Linked DNA regions of Mus musculus: regions 2, 3, 4 and 5 are each linked to region 1. Evidence: chromatin contacts called from public HiChIP or PLAC-seq and Micro-C data. All regions are on one chromosome and are shown on one strand. Each heading gives the region's core, a stretch centred on a gene start, on an enhancer-like site or on the middle of the called end of the contact. The rest is flanking DNA. Distances are from core to core; before and after follow the strand shown. Region 1 holds the start of Nod1 (nucleotide-binding oligomerization domain containing 1). Region 2 holds the start of Adcyap1r1 (adenylate cyclase activating polypeptide 1 receptor 1). Region 3 holds the start of Scrn1 (secernin 1). Region 4 holds the start of Aqp1 (aquaporin 1). Region 5 has its middle 11 kb from the start of Gm34249.

Region 1 (2,609 bases), core at 73-2,572:
TAGGCATTTGAGAAATTGATGCCAAAGGCTGAAAATAGCCCAAAAAGGTAAGCAGTATTTCAAAAAGCTACAGGAACATGTGCTTCGGAATACTGCCCAAGGAAAATAATTAAAGGGGAATCACTATTGATACAAGCAATGGTCTCGGTGAATCCTCTTAGGATTATACTAAATGAAAACAAAATAGCAAAATACTAGAGCCAGTAGGACTGTTCAGTGGGTAAAGGTGCCTGCTACCAAGTCGGAATTCAATTATGCCCCAAAGCCACATGGTGGAAAGAGAAAACCAAGCCCTGCCATTGTTCTATGATCCCCACATGTGCATCATAATATGTATGTACTCATACACCCAAACACACACAAATGTAATACAGAATTTTAAAATGTTATTCCAAAGTGCAGCCTGATTCCATCTATTTTAAAAGTCTTGATACATTTCTAGCAATGCGAACAAGTTTGTGGTTGCCAGAGGCTGAGCACAGGGTGGGACGGTGAACAAGGTTGCTTGGGGTGGACCTGTTCTGTATCTTGACTCTATTAGTAGTCTGTTTTCTGCTTACCATAGCTTTTTTTGTGTTGTAGCTCTTCAAGACTGGGGCAAATTGAGTTACAGGTACATGAATCTGCATTATTTCCTCCAGTTATTTATTAATTTACAAATATCCCAAAATAAAAAGTCCAAAATAACAAGTAAGGAACAGCTGTCCCCAAAAATGTAAATAATAGTCTAAGCAAAAAGCAGAAGGCTAAGAATGAACAGTGCCCTGCAGGTGCACAGTACGGTTGTTCTGGCTCCGTCTTAGCACATCAGGCTCTTAGAATCAAAGTTTTCCTTTCAGTCACTTAGCTGCAGCACTGCAGCACACTGCAGGAGGAGGGAGGCCTTCACGCATGCAAGAACACAGTTCTTGCAGTTTCGGTTTTGCTTTTCTCAGAGGGTCAACTTCATGCGAGTTTTCATAACCATGACTACATGTGGCCAAAAATCTCAAAGCACTTTTGTTTAACTGTCAAAAACGTTTAAAAATATTTATTCGGACGGTTTATTAACATGTTAATTCCTTTACGTAATTCCTTACAGTAAAGGAAAAGGCTCTAGAATATTCGTGGTCAAGAGAAGACTTAACGACAGAGGAGGAGAAAGTCTCCGTCTCTGAAAGTAGATCAAACTGAATCTTATTTTGATCTTAGTTTGCTTAGTTTAACAGCCTTTCTGCCCGGGTCCCGGCATTGGTTGTGGTTACAGGCGCTGGGTGGCACTCTCAGGGGGCGGGCCTTGGCTCTCCGCGGCCGTGGCAGAGCTGGCACGACGAGTTCCCAGGGTGTCACCCCTGGGCGAACTGCGAGGCCTGCCCACTCCCACTGCGCAGTGGCCGCTCGTCCGATGCAGTGTGCGGCGGCTCCTTCCCGGGAAACGAGACAGGGGGGCAGCGCTACGGATGGTCCCCGCCTCCTCCGCCCGCTCCGCCCTGTTCCCTCCCCGGAGCCCACCCGAGCCCAGGCGCGGCCGGCCGTAGACACAGCCAGCTCCTGATCCCGGACCGCGAGCGGTAGCGCCCTCCCTCCCAGCTGTTGTCCCGCCCGATCCGCGACCCTAGTCCCCGGATCCCCTTGCTGAGAGTCACCGTACTCCAGGGCCAACTGAGCCAAAGTCCTGCCAACTTGGTAAGTCATGGGGGTTGGCGCCCGCAGGCTCTGTAACCAGCTGAGGAAATGTAAGGCTGCTGTGGAAGAGCTCTGGCTGAAACTCCAGGGGAGAGACCCCCGCCTCCCACCCCTCACCCAGAGTGTCAGATGCAGCCCTAGTTCAGAGATCAGCGGAATCAAGATCCCAGTGTGATCTAAGGCCTGCGTTTTCAGCCCGCCTGCCTGCAACTTAAAGTGTAGCAAATCCAGACACCCAGACTATTCGACAAATTAATTCTGTCGGAATGTCTAAACTATTGCTTCAGAGCTCCCTTGGTGATTCCAATGTGCACGTAGGGTTAGGAGTCTGAGACCAATGGGCAGGCAGCCTTCAAAAGAAAGTGCCTGCTGACCTGGACCTTCCTGAGCGCGTGCTGCAGACAGGCTGGCTGCTTCCAGGAACCTCCTATGGTCCTGGAGCCAAAGGAGAACTTCCCTTGAGTTTCATGGGATACAAAAGAAGGAAGCAAGACAATGCTTGCTTGGCAGAGTTGCCCGAATATCAAACTGAAAAAAAGTCCTCGAGTGTGCAGTGTTTTCATAGACTGTAAAAAGCATAAAAGTGGACAGACTGCAAAGCACCTTTGTTATTTGCCTAAGTTATTGGTGTTCGAAATTGCCTCGGGAGGCCAGAGAACCCTTGACAAGTGCCCTCCATCCTTTAAGGGTGAAGCCAAAGGTATAGAATGGAGTCTGATTGCCTTCCTAAAAGCAGCCTTCCTGCTTTAGATGTTAAGGATACCTGGAGTGTATGGGTAACTTCCAGGACATCTGTTGGAGAGGAGAGGTTCCTCTGTTGTACCTGGGAGCAGAGATCTGTGTGGTAGTTGTGATCCAGGAGCCACTGGAAAACAGACAGGTATGCTGGCCAGGAGAGAGGCAGACTAAAAACCCAAGGCAGAGAGGTGGGAGAGGGAGGACCC
Region 2 (2,609 bases), core at 35-2,534, 480 kb before region 1:
AACTGAAGCTCCACTCCCTAGCAGCGAGGGAAATGCCATCGCCATCCCCTTCCTGCGTGTTTGCTCCTGAAGATCTAGTTCCACGAACTGGTGCCTGGTCCCTTGCTCTTGCTGACAATATGATCCTGCTCCCAGTAGTCAGCTAGCTACTGCAGAGCCTGGGCCTTTAAAACAAACATCAGGGGTCTCGGAGGGGCCCACTACAGCAACCCCACTCCCACAGCGATTTTCCCCCACAGGCCCTGCAGGGCGTTTCCTTGTTAGACCACCAACCCCCAAGCGTCTCTTGGTCAACCTCTCCCCGAGCCCCGGGGAAAGACTATCCTTAGGATAGTCCTATAGCCGTAGGGCTATCCTTTTAAAAACAATGCTAAAGCTTATCTCTATTGGGGGCACAAACTAAATTGATCCCTATCTTATCTCCGCAGCTCATCCCTCAAACGCCCTGCAGACTGTAGAACCGAGTTCCCAAGAGACCCTCCAGCATTTCTTTCCAAATCCACGTAGGCGCTTTGGTCCGACCTGGAGACAGGGAGATCGAGCTCTGGGGGATCTCTGGCCGTAGTGTCATTCGTGCCCCTGAATGCCTCTTTCTGGCACCAGAAAAGGCTGAGACAGCTAGGCCGATACTCACTGAATGGTCTACAATAATGTGCTCCAAGCCACGGTCCGACACTTGGATGGAGCAGAGAGAAGCGTAGGCAGCCCGCGGCGGCGGGAGAGGATGGGCTCCGACTCTGTGCCCCGCGTTGGCCCTCGCTGGCTTTGGGTTTGGCAGAGCACGCGGCTCCTGGAGACCTCTGGGCTGAAGGAGGGGTCCAAGGGCCCCGCTGGAAAAGGGTCTGGCGCTGGGCGAGTGCGGAGCAGAAGGACAGGCCAGGAGTGGTCCTTACCTGATGGCCTCGGGGCTGGTCGGGACTGCTGGGCGCAGGGGCTGAAGGTGCAGGAGGACGCGCAACCCGCGAATCCGCGCCCAGAGCCGCACTGGCTGGAGCGTGTGCGCCGCGGAGCGCGCGCCGAGCCTGGTCTCTCGGTGCGTGTGGCCGCGAGCAGCCAAGTCTGTGTGTCCCTGCGCCGCGGTGTGTGCGTACTGCACAAGGGACCGCGCTGCTCCAAAGTCGCAGCCAGTCGCAGTCGGGAATCGGAGCGAGGCGTCCCTCGTCTCCTTTAGCCCACCCTGTGCCACTCGACCGGCTCTGTCCTGCGGGAGAGGCGCCGCCTCTGCTGCGCAGCCAGGCCCGGGGCCGAGGGAGGCGATAGACCACCGCCTCCCCGGCAGACCTCGCAGGCGGGGGGTGGGGTGCAGGCCAATGAGAGCCCGGGGGGCGGGGTTAGGCCGGGGGCAGAGATGGGGAGCTGGATGAGGACCACCGCGCTGACACAAGCCAGAGCTGCAGCAGGGACCCAGGGCGCGGAGGCGGAGGTAACAGCCCCCCTTTCCCAGTTCTGTCGCAGAGCTTCCGGGCTGAGTTGTGCCTTCCTCAGGGCTCACCACCTTTCTGTCCAACAGCAAAACATCCACTAGAGAAAGCCCTCTCCCTCTCTTCTCTGTGTTCCAAGCCTCCTCTGGCAACCTGCCACCTGAGCAAGTCCCTGGCCCTCTTTGGGCCCTCCTCTGCTCACAGTCAGGGGTCTAGAAGGGATGAATTGCAGGTGCCTATCTAGATGTCCTCGAATGTGACACCCCAGAGAACACCTCTATAGCCAGAAAAGGAGTAGAGGTGCTTACGGGAAGTCTGTTAAAAATAAATGAGACTGCCCTGCCAGCTCTGGGAGTTTGGGTGTGCGGCCTGATGTTTCTGAGCCTCCACTTCTTCACCTGCACCACATCGTTTCTATTTCTGGGCTCATGAGAAGAACAACATTGTGTAGGAACAGTCTGTGTGCCAGTAGCAAACTTGTACTAGGCTCATATATTCACTGATGCTAAACAAATTACTATTGTTGTTGGTGATATGGTGTACTCACCCTTCTTCTGGTACAATTTGATAAGCAGGAGCTTAATGAGCAGAACTCAGTCAAATAAGGTCACAGTGCCAATATCCTGCCACCTCCAGTTTGGCATAACTGTGTCCAGTCACAGCATCCTGAGTTCTTTGTATCCCCATCACTTAGTCTCAACTGGCTTCTGTCATTGCCTGTTCAGGCAAGTTCTGAGCCACCCTTGATGTGTGTCCTTCTGAAGAACCTTCAAGGAAGAAGAGGGAAGGAGAAAGAACTTGAGCCTTTTGTTAGCAAGGTCAGTCTAGCTGAAAACAAAAGGACAAGGAGATGGAGAAGACCCATGAATGGGAGCCACACAGAACCCTAACTGGTAAGACCTACATGATCATTTTACATCCGACTTCACAATGAAAACAGAAAGGCTAAGAATAGGAAGCAACCTGATGCTCCAGAAAGATGTATGGAGTGTCCTATATACAGACAGCAAGTTTATGATTCCCCACTTAGTCCAGGAAGCACTGGTCACCTCGTAGACAGCTGGCACTCGCTTGTGTTCTTTCAGGCCATGTTCCAAAGGAAGAGCAGTGGAGAATATGTCTTCTCTCTTAAGAGTGGTCAGGACCCCCTCTAGGGAGAGTACAGCTAGACGCTGGGCAGAAGTCAGC
Region 3 (2,609 bases), core at 69-2,568, 410 kb after region 1:
CATGGGAAAGTCTCCTTACCTGGTGGCCAGTCATCAGCTCTCTTCCCTTTGGAATCTCCTGTTACAGTTTCTTATGGATCTTTCCAAAAGTAGTCTAAGCATTTGCAAAAGGAAGTGTATATATTTTCACACACACACACGCGCACACACACACACACACACACACACACACACACACACTGTTCTGCACCTAACCTATCCCCACTTTAGCCTTTTACTTGGTATAAGTTGGAAGTCTTGAATTAGTACACAGACAATGATCTCATCTTTAAATCTTTAAAATATGCTGGATGGAATTCCATGGTATTTATAGGCTGAATTTCATTCAATCTTTTAGTTTTTGAGACAAGGTGTTACTATGTAGCCTTGTCAGCCTCCCTAATTGTGTGTACCACCACTGTGAGGTTTGGTTCTAGTCGTTGCTGACACAAATAATATGGCCCCCCCAGAATCCTCCTGCTCATTTCACACCCGTGTCCTTTCTTCTATAAGATGAATTCCAAAAGTCCAAAAGTGGAATCAGGTGAAAGGCTACATATGTTCTTATCTTGAGAGATATTGTCATACACACACACACACACACACACACACACACACACACACACACAAACACACACACCATAGAGACTATAAAACTTTGATTTGTGTTCATCTGATAACTGGAAAATACATGTGAATCTGCTGCTGCCCGCTGCTGCTACTCTCTTCCCAGTGGACTCTTACAGCCTTTTCTTATCGAGGTAGATCGGGTCTCAGCCCCTGAGGCGTTGTTATCAAAAGCCTTGAGGTGGGCATCACCTCTTTCCCTGTCAAAAGTTTATTAACCCTGGTGTGGAATCTTGCCTTTGTTACTTGCTGCATGACCTTGGTCCACAGAGTGTGAATATGCTGCATCGTCTGGTTTATGAGCACGATCACAATCGGTTAACATTAGGGAAGGACTTTGACACATTGAATCAACCAAATGAAGAATGCATATCTCTGCAGGGAATTCTCGCCAGGCACCAAGGCTCAGACTAGCAACCACACAGTAAAATGTTGCCAGGAGAAAGCAGGACCTGGCTCCTTAAAGCTCTGGTTCCTCCCTTCGAGAGAGTTTCAACCAAGAAATAAAAATCTAGAAAGAAAGGAACCACTTTCTGTTGAGTCCCGCCCCCTCTGCTGTTCTTGGGGGCTCCTGGTGCCCTCCCCTCCCAGGCGGGGCGGGCTCTGAGGCCTCAGCTGTCAAACACAACGAGTCCTGGGGCCCAGAGCACCGGGAGGCGGAGGGTGGGTCTGCGGTCGCGTGACCAAACCAGCTGTTAGCCGGGGGCTGGAGAGCCTGGAGTCTGGGAAACCGGAGCGCCGGCGGTCTTCTGCGCTACGGATGCAGAGGCTGTAACCTAGCCGCCGCAGCGCCCCCAACTCCGCAGTCGCAGCATCAGCACCGTTGGACCCGGCTGGAGCCGGCTGCTTGGCAGGTGAGCCTCAGGCTACGCGGGGAGCGCCGGGGCGCTGGCAGCTGCTCTTCCGCTGGGAGGTCACCACATTTCCCATTACAATTCTAACGCCTCGCGAGTGTGGACCAGGGAAGGGGAGATCGGAGGTTAGGTGGCCTCGGTCTGGCCCGACTTGAGATCAGGGACTTCGGGACGAAGCTACTGCAGCCTGGTCAGAATCTGCTCCTGCTCTCCATCCCGCATCCTTCCCGCACCTCCCTTTCAGTTTATAACCGGGTGCTGCTTTTTCTGGGCGCCGAGTTGCAAGGGCGCGGGAAGTGTCTCTGAGCTTCCCCGGGCCCCTGAGCTTCCCCTGGCGGCTCCTGCGGCTCCGTCTTGCGGCTAGCAGAGAGAGCCTGGCTCCTTCCCGAGTAATGCATCCGTGGCGCCTGACTAGGCCGCTACCCTTGGTCGCCGGGCGGAGTCCCGGTATCTGTGGTTATCCCCAAGGGCCAGTGAGCTGGCACCAGACATTGCTTCGCTCCAGGCCTCACCCCTGCACACTGGAATCCGGGTGGGGTCATGGCAGGTGTCTCGACCCTTGCTATCACTCCACCTCAGTTTACCCCTATCGTCTTGCTTTTTGTTTTTTGTCCAGGCAGAATTGCTAAATAATTGCTAATTATTTAGCGACCACAGTGAGGTCTGCAGGAGGATGAAAGGAGCGCCTGAATTTTAGAAAATCGGTTGGAATTTAGGAATAAAAATGTGATCACACCCATTTGCGTTTAAGGCAACTTACTATTTTCTGTCTCCCAAGTTGACCTGGTAGGGTTCTGTTAAATAGAGGTGTATTTCTGTGTAATTGTAGCTTGTTAAGTGCTTCTTCCTGGTTTTGTGTGTGTGTGTGTGTGTGTGTGTGTGTGTGTGTGTGTGTTTACTGTGCTTCACGCCTGCCTAAATCCTCATCACTTGCTGAGTAAACCTATGCTAATTCAAAATGGCAGCATGAAAAATCAGGCCAGGCGGAACCCTAGCAGACCACAGCCAACTGCAGCTGCCCCGGGCTTGAGCTGCTGAGAGAAACAGCAGGAGGAAAAGGCTCTGCTGTGTATAGGCAGGGAGTGTACTTGGAGCTGGTTAAAGCTGAGTGAAGTTGCAGTGCCTTGGGGAGCAAGTGGGAAGTTTAGG
Region 4 (2,609 bases), core at 57-2,556, 360 kb before region 1:
CTTACACAAGTTCAGGACCCAAGCAGACACTCACACACCTTCGCTTCCACCTCCGCACACAACAAGCCAGCATGCCCCACGGTTCAGTGGCCAGGGACTGCTGAGCTGAGCCCTTCTCCTGAACTGGTATCTAGAAAACTCTCCCAAAGCTCCAGAGAGAGTATTGTTCTCTCAACTTTGTCTAATTATTGGGGGTAGAGGGAGGAAAGGGGGCTGTCTCCTGACTTTCTGAGGAAGTTGATTTGGGGACCTGGCTAAGGATTAGAAGCCGATTAGAAGCCCAGGCAACTTATCAAGAGAGTCACACTCAGACACTTGCAGAAGTGGCTTTAAACACACTGGGTAGCTGGAGAAAATGTACTCGGGACAGTAGGTAGAGGTTGCCTAGTGCACGGGACTGCAAAGGGGGAAGGTGACTGCTCAGGTAGCTCAGAAGAGGGGAGGAACTGCTGGCATGCACCTAGCTGCCCCTCCAGCTCATTCCTGGCAGTAGCTACTCTGCAGGGGACTTTGGCACAACCATATTGTCTAGCTCCTCCATTCTCACAGCACCAACCAGCAAAGAGACCATGCAGTACAACTGAGTTCTAGCCCCAGTTCTCAGCATGACTCCAGAAACCTTCATCCTTCTCTCTGTTCTTCAGTATCCCCCTTGTACAGTAGGCAAATGGAGCCAGCTCCCTCTCTGTCTTCTCCTACAGACACCCTAAGCCTAAGATACCCCACTCACGTCATTGCGGCCAAGTGAATTGTCGACTAGGGAGGAGGTGATGCCCGAGAGAATGGCCGTGGCGACGATGGCTCCCACACACTGGGCGATGATGTACATGACAGCCCGGAGGATGCTGATCTGACAGCTGAGCAGGAGCCCCAGTGTGACCGCAGGGTTGAGGTGAGCACCGCTGATGTGACCCACACTTTGGGCCAGAGTAGCGATGCTCAAACCAAAGGCCAGCGACACCTTCACGTTGTCCTGGACCAGCGTCTGGTTTCTCTCCAGTGGGTAATTGAAGCCTAGGGCAGAACCAATGCTGATGAAGACGAAGAGGGTCATGGCCAGGAACTCAGCCACCACAGCCCTCCAGAAGAGCTTCTTCTTGATTTCACTGGCCATGCTGGCAGGGACCTCGACTTAACCGCTGGATGCCTGGTGCTCAACTCCCTCCAAGAGCTGAGCCACAGCCTGGGCTGGGCCTATTTATAGGGCTGGGTGGGGGGAGCACAAAGGGAGGAAGGCCTCTCCTTGCTCCTGGCCCGCCCCACACCACACGAGCCTCCTCGCTGCGATGGATGCAGACAGGGCTCTGCTGTCTGCCTGCCAACTTTTTCCTTCCTCCTCTCCCCCTCCTGCCCTCCCTTGCTCCCTCCACCCGCCTCAGCCCTCGGCCCTGCCCAGCGTAAGGAGGCAGGAGGCAACCGTTGCTCTAATAGGCTTTGGGAAATTCTTCCAAGCTGGCTCTTCTCAGGGGGCCAGAGAAATCCAGGTGTCCCCGCCCAGCCTGCAAAGCTCAAGGGTGCCTGAGGGCAGAGGCTGGCACTCTAGAAGGGGTGGGGAATAGGGGTTGTCTGGACTCCCCAGACGGACATTGCCCTCCCTGGAGGTGGCACCAGAAATTGCCTGCCTGTCCCATCCCACTCTGAGCAGAGTTAGTAATCTGAAGTTCTCAGGCTGAGAAATCTGTGGGCCAGTCTGGCCTCCAATGTCCTGGCCTGGGCCAAGCAGCTGCATGTCACTTTGGGGATGTGTCCTCGCCCCCCGGGCCTCATTGATGGGAGTAGAGAAGCTTTCTGGGAGCCACCTATCATTCTTTAGACAATGGCAGACCTTAGCCAAGCAAGGTTGCTGGAAAACTCCCCCAATTCCTCAAACTTAAAACAATTTGAGGCCATGATTTGAGAGGGGGTGGGGAAGATAATGTTGCTTAGGCTTTTTTTTTTTCTCTAATAGATAAAGTAGCTAGCAGGTCACTGAAGAGATGGAAGGAATGACAGCTGGACCTGAAAAGGAGCGAATGGGAGACATGGGCTGGGGCTAAGAGACAGATGCAGTGATGGGATGATAGGCAGAGCAACAGGAAGCATTATCCGAGTGATGGTGGAAAGTGGAAGAGGTTTCCAGCCTTGCAGGAGACAGCGGCCAGGCTATGGATGTGCTCACGCATACAATATTCAACTGGGCACTGGATTCAGTCACTAGCATCACAGGAAAAAACAGCACGTCAGAAACAGGAAGAGACAAACGGAGCAGAGGAGACATAGGCCGGACAAGAATCTAGATAGAGAAAGAGGAGAGAGGAAGGTAAGGGAGACCAGAGGCACTTTCCAACACCAGGAGGGGTGGAGAGGAGGTGGGGGCAGACAAAGCACCCACCATGTTTCCTGTGTACCCCCAAAATCCCGAGTAAAGGACCAGAGAACTGGTCGGTCACTTGCCTACTGTTTGAGTGTGCTGGAAGGTATACCAGGCCCATAGGGAGGCTCTCTCTGTGGCCACAAGGTAGGACCTGTTATGATTGGTCCCTCTCTTTCCATCTTAGTCCTTATCAGAATCATTGGCTTCTTACCCATCAGAGGTGGAAAAACAACACTCACTGAGAAAGAAGAAATGT
Region 5 (2,609 bases), core at 51-2,550, 300 kb after region 1:
TGGAAACACATCTTGGTCCACAGAGAGGTACATTGACAGTGGGGAGAGGTTACGTGTTATCCTGGGTAACCTTGCCACTCTAGGCTTCAGAGTCTAATCACAGGATGTAGCTTTGGCTCTACCCCTAGGTCTGTGTTTCATTTTCTTATGGGTAAAACAGACACATAACACACACACACACACACACACACACACACACACACACACTCCAAGGTTAGCATTGGTAAAGAACAAACTGGAAATCATATACTCAAAGGTTTAGATGGCGTGAAAAATACCATTGAGGTACATTTCCAAGAATGAGATGCTGAAGATGTTCAGGGGTAGAAATTTGGACATAAAAGTTTTATCTTAAGAATTTTCATGAATTCAATAAAAACCTTAAAAACATACTTTAAAATTTTTTGGTTTGTTTTGTTTTTTTCGAGACAGGGTTTCTCTGTATAGCCATGGCTGTCCTAGAACTCACTTTGTAGACAAGGCTGGCCTCGAACTCAGAAATCTGCCTGCCTCTGCCTCCCGAGTGCTGGGATTAAAGGCGTGCGCCACCATGCCCAGCATACTTTAAATTTTTTAAAAATCTTTTTCAAAAAATTAAGGTAGATTCTAACCATTTACCCTCTTCCCTTTCCTCCCACCAGTTGCTACCATACTCAACCCCCTAAACCAATTCATAGTCATCGTCTCTTTTTCTGTAGTTGTGATATGTGTGTATGTATGCATTACATTATATTATTAGTTGTGTAATATATATGCATTAATATATAATACAATCTGCTAGGTCCACTTATTGTTGCTTGCATGTTGTGATGGTTTGTATATGCTTGGCCCAGGAGTGGCACTATTAAAAAGTATGGCCTTGTTGGAGTAGTGCCGCAGACCCTCTTGGTCCCTTGTCTGCGTGGAATGGGTCTCTGGTCACAGGTAGGCAAGGAGTTGGCAGGAATTGACAGACAGACTCGTCACAAGGGAGTGTGGATCTGAATGTTATTTGTCAAATTTTTATACAGAAGAAAATAGGGAAGTTGGTGGTTACTGGATTCTTACACAAAACAGAGGAATGCAAACACGGAAGAACTGACAGGAACCAACTGGGATAAAATTCAATGTTAACAACTGGGATCAAAAACAGCTGCATCTAAGGTCCACTTAATCTTAGAAGCAGGGGCAAGGGCTTCGTGCCCTTGCCATAGTTCCTACTCTAGTCTATTGTATAGTCCACCTTCCCCCTAGGCCATTGTAAATACTTGTGTATGGGTGTAACTCAGCTATCTGTTGTTCTAAGTATCTACCCTGGTTCCTCTTTAGGTCACAAACTTCCTTCATCCTAGTTAATGGTAAATTCCTGTGTAGGGCAGTGACCTAGCTATCCATGCCCAAGGTCGGGTCAAGGACTTCGAATCAAGGACTGCCTAGAATCTAACTTAGCTATATGTCAAAATATCAATCCTTAAGAGCACTTGTATGACACCATTGCATACACTAGCAAGATTTTGCTGAAAGGACCCAGATATAGCTCTCTCTTGTGAGACTATGCCGGGACCTAGCAAACACAGAAGTGGATGATCACAGTCAGCTATTGGATGGGTCACACGGCCCCCAATGGAGGAGCTAGAGAAATTACCCAAGGAGCTAAAGGGAACTGCAACCCTATAGGTGGAACAACAATATGAACTAACCAGTACCCCGGAGCTCTTGTCTCTAGCTGCAAATGTATCAAAAGATGGCCTAGTAGGCCATCACTGCAAAGAGAGGGCCATTGGACTTGCAAACTTTATATGCCCCAGTACAGGGGAACGCCAGGGCCAAAAAGTGGGAGTGGTGGGTAGGGGATTGGGGGGGTGGGTATGGGGGACCTTTGGGATAGCATTGAAAATGTAAACGAGAAAAATACCTAATTAAAAAAAAAAGAAAAAAAAAGAGCACTTGTAATAAAGCAATATTAAGGGAAAGCACACAGATTCGTTTACCAACTAAAGCAAGGACATTGGAGCATTCTTTATACAGGATGCCACGATTCCAGGAGACTAAGTTTCCGTGAACTTTTCTCCTCGGGACAGCACCCAGGTTTTCGGGGTCTGTTGCACTTGTCACTACTGGAGTGGATGTAGCAGAGTAGGTGTTTCACTGTGAGTGTGGACTTTTAAGACCCTACTCCTAGCTGCCTGGAAACTAATATTCTACTAGCAGCCTTCAGATGAAGATGTAGAACTCTCAGCTCCTCGTGCACCATGCCTGCCTGGATGCTGCCATGTTCCTGCCTTGATGATAATGGGCTGATCCTCTGAACCTCTAAGCCAGTCCTAATTAAATGTTGTCTTTATAAGAGTTGCCTTGGTCATAGTGTCTGTTCAAAGCAGTAAAACCCTAATTAAGATACATGTATATGATTTCTGAGCTTACAGCTTGATATTGGATAACCAATTAAGGAGGTCATCTCTTGGGAAGGTTAATGCATTCTCATTCTCTCTCTCTCTCTCTCTCTCTCTCTCTCTCTCTCTCTCTCTCTCTCTCTCTCTCTCCATCCTGTAGTCTTTGTCTAGGGGTGGAGCCCCAATGAGGCTTCCCTCTTCTACATCGATATGTCTGCTGGTGCTGTCCTTGGTTGG

Evidence for each region. A called contact is a pair of places that touch in the nucleus more often than the background predicts. HiChIP or PLAC-seq counts read pairs in DNA pulled down with a chosen protein or histone mark.
Region 2: a Micro-C map of embryonic stem cells shows a contact between it and region 1, with 4 times the contacts expected there. The contact joins the promoter of Adcyap1r1 here to the promoter of Nod1 in region 1. A contact is called at or near these places in 2 of 39 promoter capture datasets (hippocampal neurons and stem cell-derived epiblast-like cells) and 1 of 484 Hi-C or Micro-C datasets (embryonic stem cells).
Region 3: a contact with region 1 is called in a FOXA1 HiChIP or PLAC-seq map of pancreatic cancer cells. The contact joins the promoter of Scrn1 here to the promoter of Nod1 in region 1. A contact is called at or near these places in 9 of 39 promoter capture datasets (the C10 cell line, cranial neural crest, embryonic stem cells and 4 more), 2 of 115 datasets of contacts at active chromatin or transcription factors (embryonic basal ganglia and pancreatic cancer cells) and 2 of 9 other capture datasets (embryonic stem cells and liver).
Region 4: a contact with region 1 is called in a FOXA1 HiChIP or PLAC-seq map of pancreatic cancer cells. The contact joins the promoter of Aqp1 here to the promoter of Nod1 in region 1. A contact is called at or near these places in 4 of 39 promoter capture datasets (cranial neural crest, frontonasal cranial neural crest, hematopoietic stem and progenitor cells and 1 more) and 1 of 115 datasets of contacts at active chromatin or transcription factors (pancreatic cancer cells).
Region 5: a contact with region 1 is called in an H3K4me3 HiChIP or PLAC-seq map of bone marrow-derived macrophages, with 3 times the contacts expected there. The contact joins the enhancer-like site here to the promoter of Nod1 in region 1. A contact is called at or near these places in 21 of 39 promoter capture datasets (the 3T3-L1 cell line, 3T3-L1-derived adipocytes, the HPC-7 cell line and 14 more), 2 of 115 datasets of contacts at active chromatin or transcription factors (bone marrow-derived macrophages and embryonic stem cells) and 2 of 9 other capture datasets (adipose tissue and liver).

What each region holds. Positions count from the first base shown.
Region 1 is chr6:54,971,325-54,973,933 of GRCm38.p6, reverse strand. It overlaps Nod1 (nucleotide-binding oligomerization domain containing 1), which reads left to right and starts at 1,322. Exons shown (of 12, transcript NM_172729.3): 1 at 1,322-1,665.
Region 2 is chr6:55,450,653-55,453,261 of GRCm38.p6, reverse strand. It overlaps Adcyap1r1 (adenylate cyclase activating polypeptide 1 receptor 1), which reads right to left and starts at 1,284. Exons shown (of 17, transcript NM_007407.4): 1 at 894-1,284.
Region 3 is chr6:54,565,091-54,567,699 of GRCm38.p6, reverse strand. It overlaps Scrn1 (secernin 1), which reads left to right and starts at 1,318. Exons shown (of 8, transcript NM_027268.2): 1 at 1,318-1,460.
Region 4 is chr6:55,334,996-55,337,604 of GRCm38.p6, reverse strand. Aqp1 (aquaporin 1) reads right to left here and starts at 1,306. Exons shown (of 4, transcript NM_007472.2): 1 at 731-1,306. The coding sequence starts at 1,114.
Region 5 is chr6:54,666,527-54,669,135 of GRCm38.p6, reverse strand. No RefSeq gene overlaps it. Among named protein-coding and RNA genes, the nearest start is that of Gm34249, 11 kb to the right of the region's middle. Within about 2 kb of position 1,300, at least 8 of the 459 cell types and tissues checked have an H3K27ac peak or open chromatin away from gene starts, as enhancers often do. A contact at or near this core is called in bone marrow-derived macrophages and trophoblast stem cells, where this site is marked.